2 separate regions of the Mus musculus genome follow, and region 1 is linked to region 2. A link is a contact called in public promoter capture Hi-C data. All regions are on one chromosome and are shown on one strand. Each heading gives the region's core, a stretch centred on a gene start, on an enhancer-like site or on the middle of the called end of the contact. The rest is flanking DNA. Distances are from core to core; before and after follow the strand shown. Region 1 holds the start of Akap17b (A kinase (PRKA) anchor protein 17B). Region 2 holds the start of Ube2a (ubiquitin-conjugating enzyme E2A).

The links. Promoter capture Hi-C pulls out the DNA fragments that hold promoters and counts their contacts.
Region 1: a contact with region 2 is called in a promoter capture Hi-C map of erythroid cells, with 33 times the contacts expected there. The contact joins the promoter of Akap17b here to the promoter of Ube2a in region 2. A contact is called at or near these places in 18 of 39 promoter capture datasets (the 3T3-L1 cell line, the C10 cell line, the HPC-7 cell line and 11 more), 5 of 484 Hi-C or Micro-C datasets (cerebral cortex and embryonic stem cells), 1 of 115 datasets of contacts at active chromatin or transcription factors (memory CD8 T cells) and 3 of 9 other capture datasets (adipose tissue, liver and pancreatic islet).

The regions. Positions count from the first base shown.
Region 1 is chrX:36,642,882-36,647,059 of GRCm38.p6, forward strand. It overlaps Akap17b (A kinase (PRKA) anchor protein 17B), which reads right to left and starts at 2,533. Exons shown (of 7, transcript NM_001081956.1): 1 at 2,169-2,533.
Region 2 is chrX:36,872,917-36,876,915 of GRCm38.p6, forward strand. It overlaps Ube2a (ubiquitin-conjugating enzyme E2A), which reads left to right and starts at 1,379. Exons shown (of 6, transcript NM_019668.4): 1 at 1,379-1,613; 2 at 1,795-1,875; 3 at 2,251-2,276. The coding sequence starts at 1,570.

The DNA of each region.
Region 1 (4,178 bases), core at 1,283-3,782, 230 kb before region 2:
TTTAAGAGAACATGGTGTTGGGAGTCTGAGAAGAATTAGGAGGGAATAATGGGGTAAATATGATTAAAAGACTTCATATGCATGTATGAAATTCTCAAAGGATTAATAAAATACTATTTCACCGGGCAGTGGTGGCACACACCTTTAATCCCAGCACTTTGGAGTCAGAGGCAGGCAGATTTCTGAGTTCAAGGCCAGCCTGGTCTACAAAGTGAGTTCAGGACAGCCAGGGCTACACAGAGAAACCCTGTCTGGAAAAAACAAAAAACAAACAAAGCAAATAACAGAAAAATAAAATATTATTTCTTTAAAAGGATTCTATAATTATAATTAAAGTAAGATTTCTTTTCCATTCTGAAAAAAAAAAAAAAAACATAAGTTCCTTTCTCTGACAAAGGCAGGGGTGCATGCTGGGAAAATAAAAGGCATAGCTAGCCTTAACAGCAGAGAGCTTCTTCTCTCTCTCTCTCTCTCTCTCTCATGTGTGTACACACACACAATACACACACACCATCAACAAGCCTCACCATTTCTTCTGATGACACATGGATCCAGTAAACTTGGGTCTGTTGCCTGAATATGATATAAAAAAATAGACCAATGAGCCACACTTTTCTTGTGTGATATTTGGTTAAGAATAAATGGGAGACCTCGAGTCCACCTACTGCAGAAGATGGTTTCTGCATGCCCTACCCTCTACCTTATACTTCCTCTTCAAGTCAGCCCCAGCCGTCCTCTGATGGGTATAGCAGCTGGTATTCCCTGGGCACCAGTGCCTGGAGGCTCATTCCACTTTTCCATGTGCTTTACAAGAACTGAAGTAAAAAACACTTTCATGGAAGTTACCCCATGCTTCAAGTTACTCCATCCTTTTGAGAGGATACACTCCCCACACAGGAATAAAAAATAGAACACAGAAATATGCGGCTACCAGCCCGGCGTGGTGGGGCATGCCTTTGATCCCAGCACTCAAAAGGCAGAGGCAGCTGGATTTCTGAGTTCGAGGCCAGCCTGGTCTACAAAGTGAGTTCCAGGACAGCCAGGGCTATACAGAGAAACCCTGTCTCCAAAAACCAAAAAGAAAAAAAAAAAAAAGAAAAAGAAAAAAAAAAGAAAGAAATGTGTGGCTACCAGAATCTCACATGCTTTAAAAAAAATTTTCTTTTAAAAAACTGAATTTGAGAGATCCCCACTACATTTTCAGAATTGAAAAGGCATCCCTATCAATTATACTTCACAATCTTACAGTATTTCAACAGTATGAGGTTTCAAAGGTAGATCTGAGACAGGAAGAACATCAGGTAAAATGGGTACCATCTTTGAAACCCTGTGGGAAATAAAAAGACCCAGGTAGTCCCCATACTGCAATTCAGAGTTCCAGGGTTCCAATCAACACATGTTTAGAGTTAGTGACATTCAAAAGTGCTCAGGTAGTGACTGGTTTCATAAGCAGGTGATAAATGTAAAAATGGTACTAGTCCCAGTGACCAACATGCTCAGAGACAGCAGTATCCAAGACATGAGGCTCCCCAACTTGCTTTCTTCCCTGATACTTCTGCCCATCTACTCAAAGCTCAAGACTATGCATTCCAAAGGCTTAGAGGTTTACCCTGCTTTCTTGGGTCAAATTAGAAGCAGTTTAATTCCATCCACGGTAGGAACCTCACAAGGCCCTTGGTGGTCATCAGTGGGCAGAGGCAACGGACCCTGGGTAGTGGTTAACTGGAATGAATGTCACTGAAGCAGATTGAGAACCAGAGCCCTTGGCTTTTGCATACAGCAGGGAGGAGGGCATCCTTCAGCTTTCCTAAGCAATCTAGTACACCCTAAGGAAAAGCTTCCAGTGACCTCAGCTGCAGCAGCGGCCACAGCGCCCCCTAGTGCGGCACCAAGACCCAAGAGAGCAGCCGAATGGATCCAAGGGGGAAAGCCTAGGGGCATCTCTAGAAAACCTGGTTTCCACCTAGAGCAGGCCTGGCTACCTGGGTTCTCTCCAAAACCCCTCCCAAGTCCTCACTCAGGGTCCAACGCGGCCCTGCCTCCCAGGCACCCAAGACTCCGGTAGGCCAGGGCGGCCGGCCAACCGGGACGCAGAAGGACGCAGCCGCCTGGTCGATTCTCAGAAAGGGGGGGGGGGGTGTTATCGGGAGCCTCAGCAGCCGCTGTACCTTCACGCTTAGCTCCGCTGGGGTAGCGGAACCGCTACCGCTCCTGCCGCCGCCTCCCTCCAGCCGCCGCAGTGTCAAGGATCAACCCTCCTGGTCGCTCTCTTCCACCGCCGCGGGCGAGGCCAGCTGTTGAATGGCTCAGGTCGCGACACAGAGTCGTCCTCGCCGCATCCGAGAAGGCGACGCAGGCGCGCGCGCTCGTGCCAACGCCCCGAGCGCCCCTCGCCCCGCTGCAGGCCCCGTGAGCTTCCAGGTGGCTGCCTCCTGATTCCTGGCTGGGGGCTACAGGGTGCAGGTTTGCACGCCTGCCTGCTCCAATCCCTTGGTGGGCTCCAGCGGACCAATTGACTCCCCTCGAGAGCTCCGCCCCCTTCGCTGCCATCCCTTGACTTGCCGGCAGAACCAATGGCAACCACCGACTAGACCCGCCCCTAGGATTTCCCCAGGGCCAATCGCCTTCTCCCGAGCAAGCATTAAAGTAACCCCGCCCCTCCTGTACAGCCAAGCAAGGGCCAAAGTTAATTCCATTGCAAGGTTCTAACTAGCTCAAGGTTTTGTCCAGTTTACTCACCGCCCACCCCACTGCCTAATTATGTGATTTAGAGACTGCAGACACCACCAACACCCACCCACTACACACACACACACACACACACACACACACACACACACACACACACACACACACACACAGAGAGAGAGAGAGAGAGAGAGAGAGAGAGAGAGAGACAGAGAGAGAGAGAGAGAGAGAGAGAGAGAGAGAGAGAGAGAGAACAGTGCTACAGGCCTTTAATCCCAGCACAGACAGAGGCAGGCGGATCTATGAGTTCAAGGCCAGCCTGGTCTACAGAGTGAGTTCCAGGACAACCAGGGCTACACAGAGAAACCCTGTCTCGATAAAGAACAAGCACAAGAAAAGAAAGAGAGCCAAGACTGGGGGAGGGGGATGCAAGCATGAGGACCCAGCTCAGATCTGTAGCAAGGGTGTAAAAGTTGGAATGTGGTAGGGTGAGTTTGCAATTCCCATTGCAAAGGGAATGGGAATTAGGCCAGAGGTGGTGATACTGTGTGGCTTTCTGGACCTTGCTGGTCAGCCAGGCTAGCTAGGCAATTGGTGAGTTTCAGGTTCAGTGAGAGACCCCGTCTCACAAAATAAGGAACAAAGCAATCAAGAAGACACCCGATGTTGACCTGTAGCCTCCACACACTTGTGGACACATACACATTTTTTACAAGAGAAAAAAACATCACGGAGAGACTTACCCACCGTCATAGCTGAGAACTAGCCACTCTCTTGACCAGATCTTCCCCATCAAGAAGTCAGCAAGAACCTAGGAGAACACTCACTGGTTGTGGGTTTATTTTCTTCTTGTCCAGTATCCAGTACAGGAGCTTAGACCCTGTATGCTGGGAAACTTCCAGGAACCAGGCACCAAGACTCCCTGACTCTGCGATGGTCACTTTGGTCTCTGGCCTTCTAGCCTGAGGATAAGCAAAGGTAGCCTTGCCTCTCCTTCTCCATGGTTTTCTAACAATTTAAAGACCATTCTCCTGGCCCACTGTTCCAGGCTCTGATGTTCAAAGACACAAATTGAGGGTCTTCTCTGAATGTAAGCCAATTGCCTTAAATCTTTTGAAAACAGACACCAGGAACTAAGTGTCCCTTCCAACCCTTGCCCAGATGACATTTCTTTGAGTTCATCAACATGGAATTCACTTTCTCAGATGACAAATCACAAAGTTGACACTTAAGAGATTTACTGTCAACTCCTTCCCTGGGGAGGTTCTCACAGCAGCAGCTGTCACAGGGCTGGTTTTGCTTGATTACCTGGTGTGGAGGTTAATGTTAATTTCATTCACTTCCGTCAAGACCCCTGCTGCTCACTCTGGCCTAAATAAATCATCCCTCCTGCTTGATTATCCGACTCTCATCCTCTTTACACAATTGCCACAGAGCCCCCTGGGCGACTTCTGGCTGGGAAAAGTTCTCAACACTGAGTGTTGCCCTTG
Region 2 (3,999 bases), core at 129-2,628:
CTGTGCGCCCTGCCTCTCCTTGCCGCCTCCGGTCCTTCCAATACTCTCCAGCTGGATAAGCTCATACCTCAGACTCTTCTAAACTAGCTGCTTGGCTTGCTGAATTACCAAGGGGAAATGTGGTTCCAGAGACAAATTGTGAGTACCCATAGAGATTGTAAAAAGTCTATTTTCCCTGGGAGAAGCTCTCATTTCTTTTTTTTCTTTCTTTCTTTCTTTTCTTTTCTTTCTTTTTTTTTTTTTCCGACACAGGGTTTCTCTGTGTAGCCCTGGCTGTCCTGGAACTCACTTTGTAGACCAGGCTGGCCTCGAACTCAGAAATCCGCCTGCCTCTGCCTCCCGAGTGCTGGGATTAAAGGCGTGCGCCACCACGGCGAAGCTCTCATTTCTGCCACTGCCCCCCAACATCATTTCATTCAGTCCTAGGGTTAAAAGTTGGGTTTGAATTGTGCACCCTCATCTCAAAGAAGATGGACCCAAAGTCCATTTTCATACTCAAGAGCTATTTATTTATTTATTTATTTATTTATATTACTTTCCCCATGACTTTAAGCAGTTACCCCAGCCTCTCGTGTCTACAGGACTGTGACCCTAACATCCTTGCCTTTGGAGAACTGCTTTGCCTGTGCCAAGTCTTTCCTCCACTCTTTTCTTTCAACTAATCTTCTCGCCTCTTTCCCCGACCCTAAACAGTAGTTGGCAGTTTAATAATTCATTCTTTGTCAAAACAGAAGAAAGGTTAAAGACATATTCCTGGCAGGCTGAGGTGACCTCCAAGTCCAGCCTCTGGGATTCACAGTGAGTCTGAGTTAGCCTGTGTTACATTAGATACTACAAGAGACCAACCCTACAATCAATCAGCCAATCAATCAATCAACAAATAAGTGGAGGAAGAAGGGGGAACCAATAACAAAACAAGAAGTAATTAAAAGACTGGCATGGTGGTGCACTCTTGTAATCCCAGCATTTGGGAGGTGAAAGCAGGAGAGTCAGGAGTTCAAAATCATGCTCAACGACACAGTGAGTTCGAGGTTCTCTGGCCTATAGGAGACTCTGTCTCAACAGAGGGGGAAAAAAGATAGAAAAAGAGCCCCTCCTTCCCGAAAAAAAGTAAGTACCTATAAAAAGAAAACTTCGCAGGGGTTCCTCTTCAAGTCAGCAAGTGGGGCCCGCGCTGCTCCCTGTTAAATCACCGGGACTTGAAGGTTTCCTTTGCTTCCCGCCTAGCCTTTTCCCCCAGGGAACTTGGCCACCTCCTCCCTTAGGTCCAGGGCCAGGGCTCTCAGGTGGGACGTGATTGACAGGTCAACTTTGGCTCTCCCCGCCCCGTGGCCGCCTTGGTACGGTCCGCCGGGCGTAAGGCGTTCCCCGCACCCCCCCGCGCGTTCTCCCCAGGTTGGTTCGGCCCCCGTCTACTCTGGGGTGGTGCTTAGCCGGCGCCAGACCGACCCTCGGCTCCGGAGCGGCAGTGCCGTCCCTCTCGGCGCCTCCTCGGCTTCTCCGGCTTCCTCGGCTTCCTCGGGGACCGCGGACCCTGGTATATGCCCGACTGCTGAGCCCGCTAAAGCCATGTCGACCCCGGCCCGGCGCCGCCTCATGAGGGACTTCAAGAGGTAACCCGCGTCCGCGAGGGCCAGGCGCTCGAGGGGGCGGCCTGCCTGCCCGCCTGCCTGCCTGCCTGCCGGGGGGCACAGGGCGGAGCCCGAAGCGGAGCGGCTCCGGGTGTGATGGGGAGGGGGATCCCGGCGGCGAATCGCGGGGCTGAGGGCAGCCGCTGTGTGTCTGTTTCTGAAGGTTACAGGAAGATCCTCCGGCCGGAGTGAGCGGGGCTCCGTCGGAGAACAACATAATGGTTTGGAATGCGGTCATTTTTGGGTGAGTCTGCGGGCCGGCTCTCGCCGGCGACCGGGGCAGGGAGGACCGGGGCCGGCCCCTAGACGAGCCGCGCATGGGGGGAAAGGGGAAGAGAGTTGGGGTTGCTTGGGCCTAGGCGCCTCCCCGGAGCCTCTGCCTCGATTAGCTGCCTTCTCTCTGCTAGGGGAACTCTTTGGGGTTCTTGGTGGCGAGGGGCAGCGGAGGCTGCGGCGGCCTGCGCCGCCTTTTCCTAACCCGGGACAGCGGTGCGGGACGGACCAGGCGGCAGGGATGGGAAACCTTGACAGAGCCGCCGCCTCTGAGGCTGCGGGGAGGCGGGGACCCTCTGAGCCGGCACTAACGGGCTCTTGTTTTTGTTTTTATTCTGTGTTGCAGGCCCGAAGGGACCCCGTTTGAGGATGGTAAGAGAGTTTCTTAGCCCACCTTTCAGGAGCCTACTCTTCAGGGGAAAGGGGGTCCCGGGTATCAGCAAGCGCCCCCCACTTAAAGAAGCGGCTTTGCCCCTGCCACCTCTGACCACCAAAGGCTCAAGTGAAATTCAGTGTGTGGCGGATTGTTCTGGCTAGACCTAGGCTTAATCAAAACTTCACTTTTTCCGTTCGTTTGTGTCGTCTCCCCCCCCCCCCGTTTAATCCATCCTGGGTGAAAGTAGTCACTTTTTAAAAGAAGTGCCACAGCGCTGGTATTCAGGGTTGTGGAGGTTTGAGCAGCCTTCTTGCTAACTTTAGCCCCCACAGAGATAATGCAGCAGGAAACCAGTTCACCAGCAACCATCTGGTCCACAAAGCGTTCCATCCCCAGGGCAAGAAGTGTGTTCAGCAGTGCTTAGTGTGTGGCTTGTTTAGTGCTGAATGGATGCAAGCTTCTCTGACATACAGTTGCCTGCCTGGCTTGAGCAATGTCACTAAGGTCACGAGCCTCACTTCTTTAGAGATGCTCTTCCATGTCTAATTTCAGTATAATGTTGTTCCTTGAGTTTTCAATTCATTTACAGTGTGTGTTTCCGGTTAGATCCTCTGACTGATAATCTCAAAGCAGTTTCAGAATTGAGATTTGCCTCACAGTAGCCCCCGTTTGGCCGGTATCCAGTCTACTTGAATGTTGAGTTTATATCAAGAGGTGCATAACAAACGATTTAGGCTTTAACTTTTTTTTGTTGTTGTTGTTTTTTGTTTTTTTCGAGACAGGGTTTCTCTGTACAGCCCTGGCTGTCCTGGAACTCACTCTGTAGACCAGGCTGGCCTCGAACTCAGAAATCTACCTGCCTCTGCCTCCTGAGTGCTGGGATTAAAGGCGTGTGCCACCGCTGCCCGGCTAGTCTCTGGTTCTTGATCATCTAACTAGTATCAGATATGCTTTCCATCTTGTGGGGTGGGCTTTAAGTCAAATCAAACATTGGTTGGTTATGCCACCATTGCACTAGCATTTTTTTTTCAGGCATAACAGTATTGTAGGTAATATGGAGAGGTTGCTGTTTGCCTTTCTCCTTTGGTAGCTGGGATCAAAGGCGTGCGCCACCACACCCGGCTAGGCTTTAACTTTTAAACACATAATAACTGCTCTTCAAAACTTGATATATTTATTGAATGCTGCCTTGCTGTCCTATGCCTTTCATTCTTGCACTTAGATGGCAGAGTGGGCAGGCAAGACTCCATGAGTTTGAGACTAGTCTAGTCTACTGTAATTTCAGGCCAGTCAGAGTTATCCTTGTCTTAAAAATAAAACAACAAGGAAAAGCCTTCCCCACTCTAATTTGACATAATTACAGATTCCTGTGCAGTTGAAATAAATACTATTAATGAGTCCCTGTAAACTCTTACCCAAGTCCCATTACCTTTTTGGCAATATCTTTTGTTTTTTTTGTTGTTGTTGTTTGTTTTTGTTTTTGTTTTTGGTTTTTTTTGAGACAGGGTTTCTCTGTGTAGCCCTGGCTGTCCTGGAACTCACTCTGTAGACCAGGCTGGCTTCCGATTCAGAAATTCACTACCTCTGCCTCCCAAGTGCTGGGATTATGGCAATATCTTGAATGACTACAATATCAGAATCAAAATTGGCAGTGATACAGTTTTATATGCATATACTAAATTGTGTGTGTTTGGTTTTGGGGCTATTTTTAAGGTTTCA